Linked DNA regions of Mus musculus: all the other regions are linked to region 2. A link is a contact called in public HiChIP or PLAC-seq and promoter capture Hi-C data. All regions are on one chromosome and are shown on one strand. The core of a region is the stretch at or near the end of the contact, and the rest is flanking DNA. Distances in the headings are between cores, read along the strand shown.

Evidence for each region. Promoter capture Hi-C pulls out the DNA fragments that hold promoters and counts their contacts. HiChIP or PLAC-seq counts read pairs in DNA pulled down with a chosen protein or histone mark.
Region 1: a contact with region 2 is called in an H3K4me3 HiChIP or PLAC-seq map of bone marrow-derived macrophages, with 2.6 times the contacts expected there. The contact joins the enhancer-like site here to the promoter of Gosr1 in region 2. A contact is called at or near these places in 3 of 39 promoter capture datasets (the C10 cell line, the SN4741 cell line and neutrophils), 1 of 115 datasets of contacts at active chromatin or transcription factors (bone marrow-derived macrophages) and 1 of 9 other capture datasets (pancreatic islet).
Region 3: a contact with region 2 is called in a promoter capture Hi-C map of stem cell-derived epiblast-like cells, with 4 times the contacts expected there. The contact joins the enhancer-like site here to the promoter of Gosr1 in region 2. A contact is called at or near these places in 7 of 39 promoter capture datasets (the 3T3-L1 cell line, 3T3-L1-derived adipocytes, the C10 cell line and 3 more), 6 of 484 Hi-C or Micro-C datasets (LSK cells, cerebral cortex, colorectal tumor organoids and 3 more), 2 of 115 datasets of contacts at active chromatin or transcription factors (embryonic stem cells and large pre-B cells) and 1 of 9 other capture datasets (pancreatic islet).

What each region holds. Positions count from the first base shown.
Region 1 is chr11:76,991,340-76,994,298 of GRCm38.p6, forward strand. No RefSeq gene overlaps it. Among named protein-coding and RNA genes, the nearest start is that of Slc6a4, 5.8 kb to the right of the region's middle. Within about 2 kb of position 1,707, at least 61 of the 459 cell types and tissues checked have an H3K27ac peak or open chromatin away from gene starts, as enhancers often do. A contact at or near this core is called in bone marrow-derived macrophages, where this site is marked.
Region 2 is chr11:76,762,183-76,764,964 of GRCm38.p6, forward strand. It overlaps Gosr1 (golgi SNAP receptor complex member 1), which reads right to left and starts at 1,396. Exons shown (of 9, transcript NM_016810.4): 1 at 1,338-1,396. The coding sequence starts at 1,368.
Region 3 is chr11:76,530,157-76,532,856 of GRCm38.p6, forward strand. The region is part of intron 1 of Abr (active BCR-related gene); the gene reads right to left. Among named protein-coding and RNA genes, the nearest start is that of Abr, 40 kb to the right of the region's middle. Within about 2 kb of position 1,330, at least 90 of the 459 cell types and tissues checked have an H3K27ac peak or open chromatin away from gene starts, as enhancers often do. A contact at or near this core is called in cerebral cortex, embryonic stem cells, olfactory sensory neurons and 2 more, where this site is marked.

The DNA of each region.
Region 1 (2,959 bases), core at 457-2,956, 230 kb after region 2:
CCCACATTCCTACAGAGGGAAAGGAAGAGGGGAGGGAGCGGGCATTCAGCTCGTACCAGCCTGAGGGAGGGTGTACCTCCTTTGCTCACCCTCTTGCCTACCCCTGGCAGGACCCCTTATGCAGAAACACAGCTGGAAGTGAGCTTCTTCTTCTCCTTCTCCTCCTCCTCCTCCTCCTCCTCCTCCTCCTCCTCCTCCTCCTCCTCCTCCTCCTCCTCCTCCTTCTCCTTCTTCTCCTCCTCCTCCTTCTCCTCTTCCTCTTCCTCCTCCTCCTCATCATCATCGTTATTAACAGTTGCTTTACAAGACTATCTGTGGAAGGACAGCAAAAACAGAAGGACTGTGGTGACTTCCCTGGGCTGGGTGTGACTCCCTACCATGTACAGGGCTCTGGGTTTCATCTGCAGTGCCATGTGCAGAAACCTGTGTCATCTCCGAGACTCACCTAGGGAGATCCTAATGGCTCACCAGACCTAAACATCTCCAGAAGCCACAGAAGTCCTTAACTCCTACTAGGACACGTTTGATGACAGGGACAGTCATACTCAGCTCACCTCTCCAAACCCACTGTTCTTATTCACCTGGCTCCAGTTTATCTCTCCAACACTTGATCTTCAGTTCTGCCAGCCCGCTGTACCATCTTCCTAATGCTCTCCCTCTGGGTCCTTGTATGACTGGCTTCTCAGCCTTCAGGTCATAGATACTGTCAAAGGCCATCAGGTCACCCCATCTAGGGAGCCAGTTTCCCTCCTATCCCTCATCCCTTGGACACCTGTCAGTCTGTCCTGTTACTTATTTTCATGACAGCACTTTAGGCCTTGTGAATGTATTTATATGTTTTTATTGTCTGGCTTCCCCCAAAGTCAGTATCCCTGCCAGCTTCCCAAGGGCATGAACATTCTCTCCCCTTGCCCCCACCCCAACCCCAGGCACCCCAGCCCCAGTGTATTCTCCATGCCAAGAAAATACCAGAGGCTGGGTGACTGAATGCCCTACAACCTGATGGCAGTAATCAGTTAAAAGCTTATGCAGAGATCTGAAGCCTGCTTCCCTGTAAGCTGGTGGGGACAAGTTGAACAGGAGAGCAAAGGCCCTGTGACTCCATATTCATTCTTAGGTGCCTGGGACGGCATACGTAGGAGAAGAGGCAGAGAGATGAGCAATGGCCTGGCCTGCTCAGCTTTCTTCTGGCTTGAACCTTTCTATTTCTAGTTAGCCCAAGCCCAAAGGAATAGCAGAAGGAAGATAAGACAGACAAGCTGCCTGGTGATTCAGCTTAGAGGTGGCACAAGCCTGGAGAAGCCACTGACATTCTCTGAACCTCGGTTTCCACATTACCCATATTAAAAAGTTATCTTAAATTTCATTAAGTATGAAAGCTCTGCTTGAACATGAGAAACACTCATATACTTTTAATAATTCAGCATTTAACCTATATGATAGGAAGAGGGCAGAACATTATGCATGTATTTAGAAGATACACAACAAAAGGCAGCTTTTATTAAACCCTTTCTCCCAAGCTTCTCCAGCAGCCTGGTGTGGCAGGAAGGCTCCCCGGGGAGTTAAGAGAACTCCCTGATCCCCAGCTAAGTCTGTCACTGAGGTAGGAAATAAGCTGTTAAATAGAAAGGTGACTATATGTGAGGCTTCCATGCAGCACCGTGAGGGCTGTGACAGCCTGAAGCTACAGAGGAACTGTATACCCACTTTTGACCACAGAGACCGCAGACCTCAGGGAGGAGGGTAGCCAGCTCACCAAGAAAGGCCTGTGGGGAACTCCCCAGATGCAAAAGTCTTGTTGTCACTGAAGTGGGGGCAGGGAGAGAAGAGCCCAAGAGAGTTCACCCAGGATAGGGAAAGGGAAGGGAGACAGAGACACGGGGAAATGGCTTCTGCTCACATCTGCAGCCCTGAACCCAGAGGGGAGCACTGTCTTCCCACAGCATCCTCTCTGTCACACACAAAGACACTGCTGCTGAGGAGTCACCTCCCACATGGAAGGCCATTGTCTATGGTGTCAAGGGGATCCAGTAGTTTTCCAGGGCTTGACAGCTTTGCAAGACGCTCAGGTTCTTCGAATGCCTTTCTCGTCTCGTTTTTATTGATTTATGTATTATTTAAAATAAAGAATGCTGGTTTGAGGGGCAGGGCCATGGTACACTGGTAGAAGGCTTGCTTAGCAGATCTAAAACCTGCTTTTCTGGGGGGAAAATTATAAAAGCATTACTGCAAATTCTTTTTAAAAAAATACTTATTTTTATTTCATGTGTATGAGTGTATTGCCTGCATGTATGTGTATGTACCACACATATGTCTGGTGTCTACGGAGGCCAGGAGGGAGGACATTGGATCCCCTTGAACTGAAGTTACTGATAGTTGTGAGCTGCCATGTGGATGCTGGGCACCCCCTCTGAAGCAGCAAGTGCTTTTAGCCACTGAGCCATCTCTCCAGCCCCTGCTGCAGATTCTCAATAGTCTGAAATGTGCACAGTGGGCTAGAGAGACGGCTCTGTAGTGAAGAGCACTAAAGCTCTTCTGCGTGTGTGGGTCCCCAGCATCCACATCGGGTAGCTCACTCACATCCACCTGCAATTCCAACTCTAAGGAGTCTGATATACTCCTCTGGCCACATACTCATTCACCTAGACACATGTAAATCTGCATATATAATATAATATAATATAATATAATATAATACAATATAATATGAATTTCTTTATATATACACATATATAAATCTTTTAGAAGGAGAAGATGAAGAAGATGAAGAAGAAGAAGAAGAAGAAGAAGAAGAAGAAGAAGAAGAAGAAGAAGAAGAAGAAGAAGAAGAAGAAGAAGAAGAAGAAGAAGAGGAGGAGGAGAAGAAGAAGAAAAGAAGGAGAAGGAGAAGAAGAAAAAGAAGAAGAAGAGGAAGAAGAGGAAGAGGAAGAAGAGGAAGAAGGGGAAGAAGAAGAAGAAG
Region 2 (2,782 bases), core at 146-2,645:
TCAGGACTAAAGAATATCAAGACACTGTGTCATTATATTTTGCAATCCAAGGCAGGAAGCAGAATTATATGGTGGAGTGTATCTACCCAGAGACCAAATCCCACTCCTAACGTCAGCTCAGCCACCTATTGTCTTTGAGATTTACTGATGATCCAGTTCATTTAAAAACCTCAAGCTTTCAGTTTTTCTATACATGCTTAAAGCATCTGGTACAAAGATATATTGTCAATATATTAATTGCTTTAATTATTACAGTATAGTGTTTCAAAAACCCACAGCCTAATGACTATCAATAATGACTATCATAGCAGCTACTCCTATCTACATAGTTTAAAAAGAAATTCTAGCTACGACAAGTATTTCCAAAGGGCATTTTAAATACACATTTTAAACTATAGGCATGTTTCTCTGTAATTCTATTTATCTATTTAGTCTAATGAAAAGCATAAAGTAGAATGTATTTTGAAAACATGACAGAACATAAAATTCAGTCCCTTAGATCTACTGGCTGATGGTGACAATACCATATTTCCCAGGGGCTTCATGGGACAAAAAGAGGAAATAGGCTTAAAAACTAAATAAGCAAAAGGTTAAATGAAACAAAGTGGGCCATTTCTGATCTCTGTGGATCACTGTGGACTAGGAAGGTTTTGTGTGACCTCACTTGAGTGGACCAGACTTTCAGGAATTAAATAAGCACAACTGAAGGTTTTCCTGGCGGGAGACGAACAGCAAACGTATTCATTAGAACCTTTTTTTGCTATCATTTTTAACAAAACCGATCTTGGAGTCCAGGGAAGAAGGTACAGTTATTTTCAGTATTCTGTCACCCAGTCGTCATTAAAGTCTCAATCTCAAATTGCCAGTTGGGGTCCAGGAGGAGACGACCATCCACTAAAATATCCCTGCAAGGCTGGCGCTGACAAGTCCCTCCTCACTCCTAGTTGTCTGACAGTGACCTCAACTCCAAGGTTCTGACTGCTCGTCTTCCGGGCTCTGGATATTGTTGCTCAACACCCTCCTCCCAAGAGCTCGTCCCCGCAGCCCCATCCGGAGAGCCTCACTACCCCTCACACACTTCCATCTGGAGCCTCAGGCGCCTCTTCCTCTCCATCCCGGCTCCCTCCACTCCCGGACCCAACCCCTTCCCAGGTCCGGCTCACTCCGCCCCAGCTCCTTCCCCAAGTTCCCAGGCCCAGGGCTCCTCTTGGACAACCTCATCCCAAAGTGTGGCTCATTCCGTAGCCTGGCTCTTCCCTCTGCTGCCTCCCTCAAGATCCAGCCTCATTAAGTTCACTCTGCACCCGGTGGAACCCACTCCGAGGCCTTGCCCTCACCTTCCCAGTAATTGCTGGTTCCTGCCGCCATCTTTGTTGCCCAACGTCAGTCGGGACAGGCGAGTAGAGGCCTTGAAGGCCAGAGAGTCACCTCCACGCCTTCTTCCACCCCCGAGCGCCGAGGCTGATGGGATACGCTAGCCTCCTTAGACACTGCCACCTGGTGGACAATTCGTTATTTTACAGCTTTAAGTAGCTCGTTTGAAAGCGTCGTTTAGCTGTTCTGGGTGTTCATACCACATCTTTTCAGTCTTCAGTCTTCAATTTCTTCATCTCGGATTGTTCTTTTCAGCGGGTGACTTAGAGGAGAGACACAATTTCCATTATCTCCCCTTAAATAGGATGTCTTGGGACCGGAGGTGGGGGGGTGGTGGTGGTGGTGTCAAGCTTAATGGGGCAGGTGCCTTGCCTGAATGTAAGAGGGTCTGGGTTCGACCCCCAGCATTCCATAAACAGAACATGGTAGTATATGCCTTTAATCCTAGTACTCAGAATGTGGGGATAAAAAGACCAGAAGTTCAAGGTCATCCTCAGCTACATAGAGAGTTCAAGGCTAGGTGGGGATAAATGTCTCAAGAAGAAAAAGAAAAAGAAAAAGAAAAAGTACCTTCAATCAGCATTTTCCTTTCTCAGAGCCAGTGGTTCTTTTCCTGCCCATCTTCCACTGTCCAGTATGTAAAGTTCCTTCCCTGGTTGACTTCCCTATGTCTACAGCAGAGCATCAGTCCTCTGTCCCTTGCTAACAGCTTCCATGTGCCCACAGCCTGAAGCTCACTGATGTCGTTAGACTAGCTGGCTATCCAGCCCCAGTTTTGGCTTTCCCAGTGCTGGGATTACAGACATATGATGACACGCCTGGCCTTTTCATGTTTGTCCTAGGGATCTGAACTCACATCCTAATGCATGCATGCCAAGCAATTTACTGGCTGAGTATAATATGCATTATAGTAATAAATTGTTATGTGTTGTTTAAGTCCATTGAAAAGCTGGTTGTGGACATAGGGTTGTCACCCCGTGCCCCAGTCACACACATACTTAATACCCAAGCATATTTCTTGTAAATTGTCCCAGAGACCCCCTGGCTGGGGATGGGCTACCTGGCTGGCTCTGTGAGAAAGCAATAGTGTAGCAAAATGGCCCAAAGAGTAAAAAATACCAGGTCCGGGAGGACAGAAGGAGAGTATCTGAGTTAACACACCGTGTCCTTGATCACAGCTGATCATTCCCTCTGACCTTCCTGACATAAAGATGCCCACGGTGGGAATGGTTCATTGGACATCTTACCTAAGAGAAGCCGTTCTTCCTGGAACCCTTTTTGTGGGTCAGAGAGAGGCTCCAACTAGCTGGTTTTTGCTCTCCAGGTCTCCTCCGTTGCTTTCTGCTGGATGACGTAAGTGTCTGATCTCATGAACTACTACCTCCTGCTTGCTGTCTCTTTCTTTCAT
Region 3 (2,700 bases), core at 80-2,579, 230 kb before region 2:
TCTGAGCTCTCAACAGGCCCAGACCCTCAGATCCAGACATTTTACTCACCCCTAATCACTTCTGAGAATTTATCGGACAACTGGTCCTTATCTGCAAAGGGACCTGAGGGTCTGCGGATGTGCCAAGCATATGTTAATGTTCCACCCTGACAGGGTCTCCTCTGCCTCCGGGCTGCACCATGGCGGCAGGCCACAAGATCATCACTCCTGTCCGGAGATCACAGCAGCTGCGTGTGTCACACCCCAGACAGACCTGAGAATATTTCCCGCAGAGACACTGCTGAGACGTTCTACTTAGGGATGACTGTTTCTTCCCTGGCCATTTTAAGGGTTTGTGACTTGGAGAGGTCTCTGGAATCCAGAAAAGCACAAGACAGAGAAGCAGAGCTGTGATGTCGCCCTCTGGGCAAGGTGTTAATAAGCTCTTCCTTACGCTCTTTGCCGCTTTGCTATGTAGGGGCAGCATTTTCTTGCCAGATCAGAGCATAGGCTAAGTCAGAAAACTGAGGCGGCTCTACTGTGATGCTGACACCTGACGGGTGCTCAGTGTGTTAGAACAGAATTTCGTCTCCTTTCCCACTGATGACAAAGATGAGAGACAGATCTGACTGCCTGCCCAGGTCTGTTATATTCAGCCAGATGATGTGTTCTGTTAGGGGGGAGGGAGGAAAACCTGCAGAAGGCAGCCCAAGCAGGTTTATCATCTCAGATTTGGAGCTCTGGGAGATGAGAGGATACCCTGACCTTTCTCTGTCTCCGAATTCTAGCTCACTTAGTCAAATTCCAGTTTCACCCCAACCCCAGAACTAGGCAGAGGAGCCAATGCAGGGGCCACTTGTGTCCTTTAGTTAAACACACCTGATGCCCACCAGCTTCTGGCTCAGCCCCATCCTGCCTGCTGAAGCAGATGACACCTCCACGGAGTGATGGGAATGTAGACCCACCAGAACTGGGTGCCTATCACACTGCAACACCACAAGGTGAAGAAAAACACACCCTCCACTACTTCATCCTTCTCTCTGTTTTGTAGCCTGGTAGTCACCATAGCAACAGGCTCCAGCTCCAGCCTGCCAGGCCAGGCTGATGCAATTCTCAGCCAGTGAGCGGCTCAGACTCACTCACACAGCTCTGTTCTCACTCAGGGGTGGGCGGGGGGCTGGGGGGGGGGTAAGAACAAATGAGGAAGGAGGAGAGAGGGGTGCAGCTGACAGACACTCTGCTCCCCCATTCGTTCAAGAGCTGAATCCAAAGGACCAAGACCATGAAGTGAGCAAAGGCTTCTCTTCCCACATCCCTAACGAACAGTGTCACTGCAATGGATGCCACCTGTGGAAGATCAGGGAAGTCACACTGTGCCAAAGTACACTCTACTCTCCTAAGACTCCTTTCTCATCCGCTGACTCTGCACCCTGCAGCCCACCCCTCCTCTGAACTCACGGGCAGCCCAACTCTTCAGAAGTCAACAGGTGCAGGGTTGGGGGTGTGGCTCTGGAGTAGAGCATTTGTTAAGCATGTACCCAGTCCTGTGTTCTGTCTCCAAGACAGCAAAACAAACCAACAAAAAACAAACAAACAAACAAACAAATCAGAAAGGGACACACATAGCTTCATACACTCTGTATCAGCTGCATGGTCCCCATAATCTCAGCCCTCTCTTGCAAGCTGACATGTTCCCATAATGCCTCCAAACTTTCAGCCCCACTCTGAGGGTCTCCCAGCTTCCCTGGGAGTTCTACTCGCTCTACATTTAGGATATACCTGCCAAGACCCACCCAACCCAACCCATTGGCTCACCAATGCCACCAACTTCAGGAAAGAAGAACTAGGAAACGTAAAGGGTCAACTCACCCAGTCCTCACCACCCCCAAAGGCCACAGGCAAAGAGCCCATGTTTTCAGGAGAGCTGGCAAGGCTAGAGTCCCCCCAGCCTCCGAGTGCCTACCCATGGATGCAGGATTCGCCCTCCCGTGCAGGCCACCGTCAGTGCAAATGCCTGTAGTGCCAGGAACGCCTCCCTCCAGCTGGCTGGCTCTCTTTCCCACCTGGTCCTTGGAGCTCTCCTACCCAGGGCACTCAGGGCACCCACCCAATCAGTAGCTGAGATTCACACCAACAGGCCCTGCTCTGGGACCTGCACCCTGGCAGAGGCCTGCACTGGGGCACCTCACTGCCACCTCCCTGGCCACCCTGACAGATACGGGAAATGATTAGCTGGGAGAGCCTCTTGGGAAAAGCGTTCACCATGGGATGCCCAGTAACTCGTCCTGTGTCCTGCGGGAGCTTCCAAGACTACAGAGAAGTGGAAAACTGCTGGCAGCGGCTTCCAATAAACATCTTCAGGGCAGAGCTGAAGAGTCCGGAAATAATCCTATATAGCTATGATCAAGGACTTTTTTTTTTTTTTTTTGCTTTTGCTTTTCAGTCTCTTTCTGTAGCCTAAATGGGCTCAAATCTAACCTGCTCTGCCTTAGTCTCCCAAAGGGGCACTACAGGTAGCCAACTGATTTTTTGTATTGTTTTCTGGTACAGGGATTAAGCCCAGGACATCGTACATTTGGGGAAAGCACTGCCTCCCATCATTTGAATCCTGACAAGGATGCCAATGCTACTCTATAGGGAAAGAACAGACTTTTCAACAAATGGCACCAGCACAACGGGATTACCAAACATAAAACAGTGAAATGGAACTCATTTAGGAAG